2 separate regions of the Hordeum vulgare genome follow, and region 2 is linked to region 1. A link is a contact called in public Hi-C data. All regions are on one chromosome and are shown on one strand. Each heading gives the region's core, a stretch centred on a gene start, on an enhancer-like site or on the middle of the called end of the contact. The rest is flanking DNA. Distances are from core to core; before and after follow the strand shown. Region 1 holds the start of LOC123402781. Region 2 has its middle 36 kb from the start of LOC123405931.

What was found. Hi-C and Micro-C count contacts between places; a contact is called where the count stands out from the background.
Region 2: a contact with region 1 is called in a Hi-C map of leaf, with 2.1 times the contacts expected there. The contact joins the enhancer-like site here to the promoter of LOC123402781 in region 1. A contact is called at or near these places in 3 of 6 Hi-C or Micro-C datasets (leaf and seedling).

What each region holds. Positions count from the first base shown.
Region 1 is chr6H:528,307,953-528,311,270 of MorexV3_pseudomolecules_assembly, forward strand. LOC123402781 reads right to left here and starts at 1,485. Exons shown (of 1, transcript XM_045096743.1): 1 at 38-1,485. The coding sequence starts at 719. The coding sequence ends at 324.
Region 2 is chr6H:528,344,213-528,347,599 of MorexV3_pseudomolecules_assembly, forward strand. No RefSeq gene overlaps it. Among protein-coding and RNA genes, the nearest start is that of LOC123405931, 36 kb to the right of the region's middle. Within about 2 kb of position 1,414, at least 2 of the 3 cell types and tissues checked have open chromatin away from gene starts, as enhancers often do. A contact at or near this core is called in leaf, where this site is marked.

The DNA of each region.
Region 1 (3,318 bases), core at 235-2,734:
AATTTTCTGAAAAAGAAAGGTTGCAACAGCCATCGAATAAAAAGAAGTTGGATTCTTTCTTTCCTCGCTTAGTTTATCATCATCCGCTGTCCTCCGATTCATCATCAGAATTCAGAAATTAAGTAGCAGCAGCAGCAGCAACATGCAAGCAGCTAATTTAAACAACAGAATTTGTACGGTACGTACACGTAGAGATGAGAGATCAAGGAGGTATCACTTCACTTGGATCGATCCCTCGGCTCGCAGCTGAGTCAAACGGGATCGAGTAGTACCACTACGTACACGGACGATCGAAGATCCTCGCACGGCGCGCGCGGGGTGCGTCAGTAGCGGTTGCCGACGGTGACGGCGGGCGCGAAGGCGGTGCCGAAGGAGCAGTCGGCGCCGGCGTAGTGCGAGTGCAGCGAGCTGACGGCCGCCGCGCCCTCGATGAGGTCCTCCAGCGCCCGGGCGTAGAAGGCGCGCAGCCGACGCAGCGCCCGCCGGTAGGCCGCCGCCACCCACCGCATCCTTAGCCGCCGCACCGCCCCGAAGAAGCCCCCGCGGCCGCCGCCCAGCCGCGCCACCGCCATCTTCTTCCTCCTGCTGCTCTTCCCGCCGCGCTCTCCCTGCGCCGCCGCGGCCGCCCCGGACAGCAGCGGCGGCCCCGCCGCCAGCGCCCGGCGCCGCGGCATCCTGAACCGCACGGCGCCGCCCCGCCGCTGCATGTCTCCTCCCATCGCCCTCGCTCGCTTTGCTTTGCTTTGCTTTGCTTTGCTTGCCTTGGGAAGGAAGGAGAGGAGGCCAAGGCCGGAGCTGCCACGGCTTTGCTTCGGAATGGCTTAAGCCCGCCCGTGATTCGTGCAGCTGCGGCAGGGTACGTAGGTACTCTACTACTCTCGTACTACTTGTTTTATAGGAGTGGAGTACTTGTTAGTAGCTGCTGGTGATGATGATGATAATGTTAAGCAGGCAGCACATTGTTTAAGCGAATAGCAGCAAGAGGGTAGGAGACAAGACGAAGGGGAGGTTACGGGAAAGTGGGACGGCGATGGGTCTCTTGGAATTTGGAAATGGTGACGTGCTCCACACCCACGCACATGTACATGTACATGTACATGAGCAGGATTAGGGTGCCTGCTGCATGGGCCTCCATGGATACCATAGCTAGCTAGCTGCCAACGTGCTTATATTAGGCAAGTGGGATCGATCGATATGTCTAATGAGTTAGGAGATCAACCAAGGGCATCTCCAACCACCACACCCACCCACGCATGAACCCCGCAAATTAACCTTTTTCTCTCCCTTAATCTCCAGTAATGCATAGCATAGCAGCTTAGCAAGGCATGCCGTGAGCCGTGAGAGGCTGTACTTGTACAGTAGTGGTAAACGAAGATAGTGGTTATTAGTGTAAGCATATCAATCAGTCAAACCTCAGAAGCAGATGAGTCGAGCAGGCAGGCAGGCAGGCAGATGCTTCAGTCAATTTAAGCTGCCCGCGCTGCGTGCGTGCGTGCGTGCGGAAGAGGGAACTACCAAGGAAGGAAGAGGGATATAGCCGTCGACAGTTCGTTGGATCGCGACCCTCTTTTGCTTAATGCCGTGCTACAGCACTACGAAACTCCATGCACGGAAACGCACGGGCGCTCATCAGTTCCAGCCACTCCCAGCTGAACTGACACTGACGTGAAGTACGTAGTACCAAAAAGGATTCAGATTATGCGGCGAAATACTGGTAATTTGTGTGAACAGCTGCGGAAATCTATCACCGGCCCTTGTGTTGTCGCCACACACACAGCCGCGCGCTACCGGCTGGAGGGATTGAGCGAGGCCGACCTGCATGGGACCGCACACGGTCACAGACTCCACTTGGAGGGATGGTATTCTCTTCTTCTCTCATGTCCAAACGAGCCCGACCCTCGACATGTCCATCAGCCGCTAGCTAGCTCGCTGGTACTCCCCGTCTCAAAATTGTTGTGTTGGATTTGTCTAAATGTATCTACTCACGTTTTAGTATTTTGATGATACATTCATTTCTAAATAAATTTAAGATAAGAATTTTGGGACGGAGGAAGTACGTGTTTGTGTGTGATGCAGCCATTATAATTTTCTTAGGTTGACACCCATGAAACTTGCGGGAAAATATCTGGTGCACTGAAGCTTCTAGTGCTTGTTAGAGTTGTGTCGAATATTATTCTACAAGGTAGGTTATAGTTGGACTTGATTTTGGACTGTGTGTAGACACGATAGGAGTCGTGTCCTATTAGGACACCTCTATCCCTAGGTCTATTATATAATGAGAGGGTAGACACACGATGTAACCTATGCCAACATAATAGCACAGACGTGCAGGGGGAGCCGGCGACGTGTGCCGGCGTCCAAGGCGGTCAAGATGCGGTATTATGACGTTGTCACGGGGATGAGCGCCGGTAGTCATGCCCCGGGGATGTAGTCATATCGATGAATCTCGTTAACAAATCTCGGTGTCGTGCTTGTGTGATTGCTTGGTTCTCGGATGATCGACAGAGTGCCTAGAATTTATTCTAACAAGTGGTATAATGAACAAGGTTTGATGAGGCCGCAGGTTGTTGATGTAGAGGTGAGAGATGAAGCCGGAATCCCAGTTAACTATGCCGGTGACGCGCGGATCGTGAAAGTTTGGAAGAAGTTTGGATGGGCGGTCGACGGAACTCATAGGGTAGATAGAAGCAATGGGAAACAAGACGGCTCTGGGCGGATCAAACGAGATCGATTCAGAGGAGCAGCGGACAGCAACGCAACGCATCGTAATTTGTTCGTAGCCAACTCGATGACATCGGGAAGGTGGTTTGGTTGTGAGGCGAACCCGGCGGGCGGTGGCATTGGCAGTGCTCTCGCGGAGTCCGCATGAGATAGTCTCGGTGAGATTACACCAGGCGGTCGATCGTTTCGGCGGTGGCGCACGCGAAATTGTCAGGTGGCAGGCCCCGCGTGGCTGGTTGGTGTGCCGCAGGAGGGCGGGTGCGCTGCTAGCCAGTGGACGATGTCCTACCTGGGAGTCGTGCAAGTACAAGGCTCGAGGCGCGTGCGTACTGGAGATTGAGACACAGCAGACAGACACAGTGAGCATGCTAAGGTGATTTGTTGTTCATACTATCGAGAATTTGTTATAAGGAAAAGGGGAAATCAAAAGTCATAGGCAGGATTCAGGACACGTTGCGTACATGGTGTTGTTTGTGCTAGTCGAACATACATGGAATGCATGCGCATGCATCAGGAAGATACGTGATGTGTGTAAGAGGACTGTGGTTGGCTATTTGGTTGTGGTGATTCTCGCTTCCTGGACGAAGGAAAATAATT
Region 2 (3,387 bases), core at 164-2,663, 36 kb after region 1:
AAGCACAACCTATGCCCACCGAAGAAGGAAAAATAATAGCATGTCCATTAAAAAAATGTGAAAATTGCAACTGTATTTTTTTACCGGATTTTTTTCTTTGGTTTCCCTTTTTTCAAGTTTTTTGTCAATTTTTTCCGTTTAAAAAAACGGTTTGATATTTAAAAGCACGGTTCAAGAAATAAAATATTTTAACTAAACGAATATATGAAAAACAAAAACTTTCATATTACAACAAGTGACGTATATGAAGTACACCCACTTGTCAGCACCTAACAAAGTGCGGAATGACATTTGCAAAGGGTAACTCCTAACTAGTGATTTCATAATTTGGGGCTTATGGAACGAAATAGATGCCATTTGGTACATGAGACACAACCCCATCGAACTAACAGGCAGGCCCATATAACTACACAATGGATGGTAATCACCGGTTTTGTGAAGCTTCTTCTAGCTTCCAGTTGTTTTTCTGCTCGATTTTTATGTGTTTGTTTTAATGGTTTTTGTTCAGTTTTTAAGTTTTCTTTTACTTTTTCCCTAATTTGCAATTTTTTTTTATTTTTTTATTCTTTTTTAATCCATGATTTGCTTCAAATTCATTTTTTTAAGTTCTGATCTATTTTCAAATACAATTTAAAATAATCACAAAGTTTTTCAAGTTCATGAAATTTTTCCAAGTTCACAGACTTTTTACAAATTCGTGATATTCTTTAAATTCATTAGTTTTTATAATTTGTGGTCTTCTTAAAATTGAGAATACTTTCTTCAAAATCCGTTTTTCTTGATTTTTGTTGTTATAACTATGATTTTTATATGTTTTAGTTTATAAATAAATTGGAAACTGCTAATTGGACAACTCAACTTAGCAAGCAAGAGGCAAACCGTAATGGGTCACGACTCGCAGACTCACGTGTAAGCACTAGGTGGCCAAGTAGGGGAAATGCGTTTTGGTTCCTGGTTGTATATACATCTTATATGATTTTTTAATAATTAATTAGAAAGTCAAAATAGTTCCAAATTATTTTTAAATTAAACTTGACTTTGTTTTGCAATGGTATATAAATTTTCTCAAAAAAAGACAACATTGACTTCTGAACAAAAAAGACCAAATTTAATTCCTATTATAGGTCACTATTCACTTTATTTGGATCAAAAAATTGTCTTTTTTGAAAAGAAGTCAAAGTTTAATTTTCTTTTTATAGAATTGTTCTTACAACTATAATGGAATGTCAAATTTATTTCAAAAATGTTTTCAGAATTTTTGGAGTGTTTGTCGAATTACTATTTTTTTGCATATAGGGTATACATACATCCAGGTTACAATCTTTTTTCCCTCCGCCAAATAGTGCTGAAGGTGATCAAGACAGGCTCTCATTGGCACCATATGTTACGGGAGGTCCTATGTGCCGTTCCCTGCGGAGAATGCCAAGCAAGCTCACATAAGGCTTGGTTGGACCAGCCCACCCGCACATAGGGCACTCACATGTAGCAACCCAAATTTCCTGTAGATATTTAAGGAAAATCCTATTTGACGCTTTTTGGTTCAAATAGTCGGGCAAACATACAGAGGCGCGATAAACTCGGCCGACCCATCTCCATCTGCAGGCAGTTCCAGGTCTACTTATTTCTATGTCATTTTTTCTGTTTTGTTTTTTTCTTTTTTCTTTTTTCGGCTTCTGTTTCTTTTTTACCTTTCTTTCTCTACTTAGTTTTTTAACCTAACTTCATGTTTAATTTTTTTTCTTGAAATTCAGAAAATGTTCTCAATTTCAAATATTTGCCGTTTTTCGCACTATTACCTGGATGTATGTATACCCTATATGCACCCTAGCGAGCTGAAAAGAACATTTCAAATATTTCAAATGTAATTTTTTCAAATATTTAAAAAAATTACATTTGAAAAACTATTTCTAAAAAATTACATTTAAAAAATATTTCGCAATTTTTTATAAATTGTGAACATTTTAGAAAAATGCGAGCATTTCTTGAAAAGAACAACTAGATGATAAAAAATTGCGAAATATTTTTTAAATGTAATTTTTTAAAGGTTGAACCTTGTTATTAAGTGGTGCATTTGTTTGAATTTTGTGAACTTTTCTTCGAAAAAAACTTGAAAATTCTTTTTACTGGGGGCGGGGGGGGGGGGGGGGGGGGGGGAGAAACCGAGAAAAAGAAACAACTAGACAAACAGATGAACCTGGACCGGATGAGAACCTTCCGGATGGTCCCACAACCGGAAAACTAGAACACATAAAACTTACCTAACCGTAGTGATGCATTGAGGTGCTTTGTATTTCAGGTGAGCATTAATATTAGATCTGAATCATTTTTTAAAAAGAAAAAACAAGTCCTGATCCAATGATCTGTTGTTAAAAAAACAAGGTGCTTTATTCATGCAATGGCTTGTGGGAGATTGAGTCGACTACAAGGTTTACTTTAAGTAGCTCTTCATCTAACAAGCGAAATAAAGATGACCTAGTTTTGGTGAGGAACAAAGGTCCTGAGTTCCTTTTTAATCTACTGTACAAGCTAAATGAAGATGATTGTATGCATGTGTTGATGGTGTGATGGAAGAGTTGATATGTACGTAATGAGACAATGCACCATAAGCTAACACCTCCAATTGAAGCCTCTCGCAAAATTCTGATCGACAACGCCGAGTCTCTTCAACGCATCAACCGACAGCTGATATCATCAAAAGGAAGATGGTGCTGCCGCCGTCAGGGTTCAGTTCTACAACGACTAAGTCACCATCACAACATGCCACAGTCCAGTGGTATGCCCCGCCAGCTAGGCGTTAAAGTTGGATGTTGACAGATCATTTTTTCCAGGGCAAAACATCCAATCTATTCACCTTCAAATATTGCAGTACAAGGAACACAAGAAATAATAAAGATTATGTCCACATTTGTAGACTAACTAGCGACGACTACAAGCACCCTAGCGAGCTGAAGACGCATCACCATCATTGGCCCTTGCTCACCGGCGCCAGGCAAAACTTAGGATAGTAGAGAGTCGGAAAATGATCGTGCTAATGCCCCATGGGACCAATGCAATAGAACAACATCCCCCTTCGGTGAAGAGTAGTGTAGATTAGAGGGATCCAACTTGAAGACACATGAACATTAACGAACGCCGAACATACCCGAGCAAGTCCATCAAAAATAGATTCGTCGAGAGACACCTTCACACGTCCACTGATGATGCTAGGTGCATCACCACGCTAAGGGCTAGGCAGGAAGAACCTTATTTCATCTTCAAGAAGCCATCCTCATCTCATCTTCCTGAACAGGACACAAACCTTAACAAAACTTGAAACAAAATGTAGAAACGGAGCCCTCCCGTCGTCAAGGGTCAGGATCCACCACACCCCATGAACCTAAGGCCATC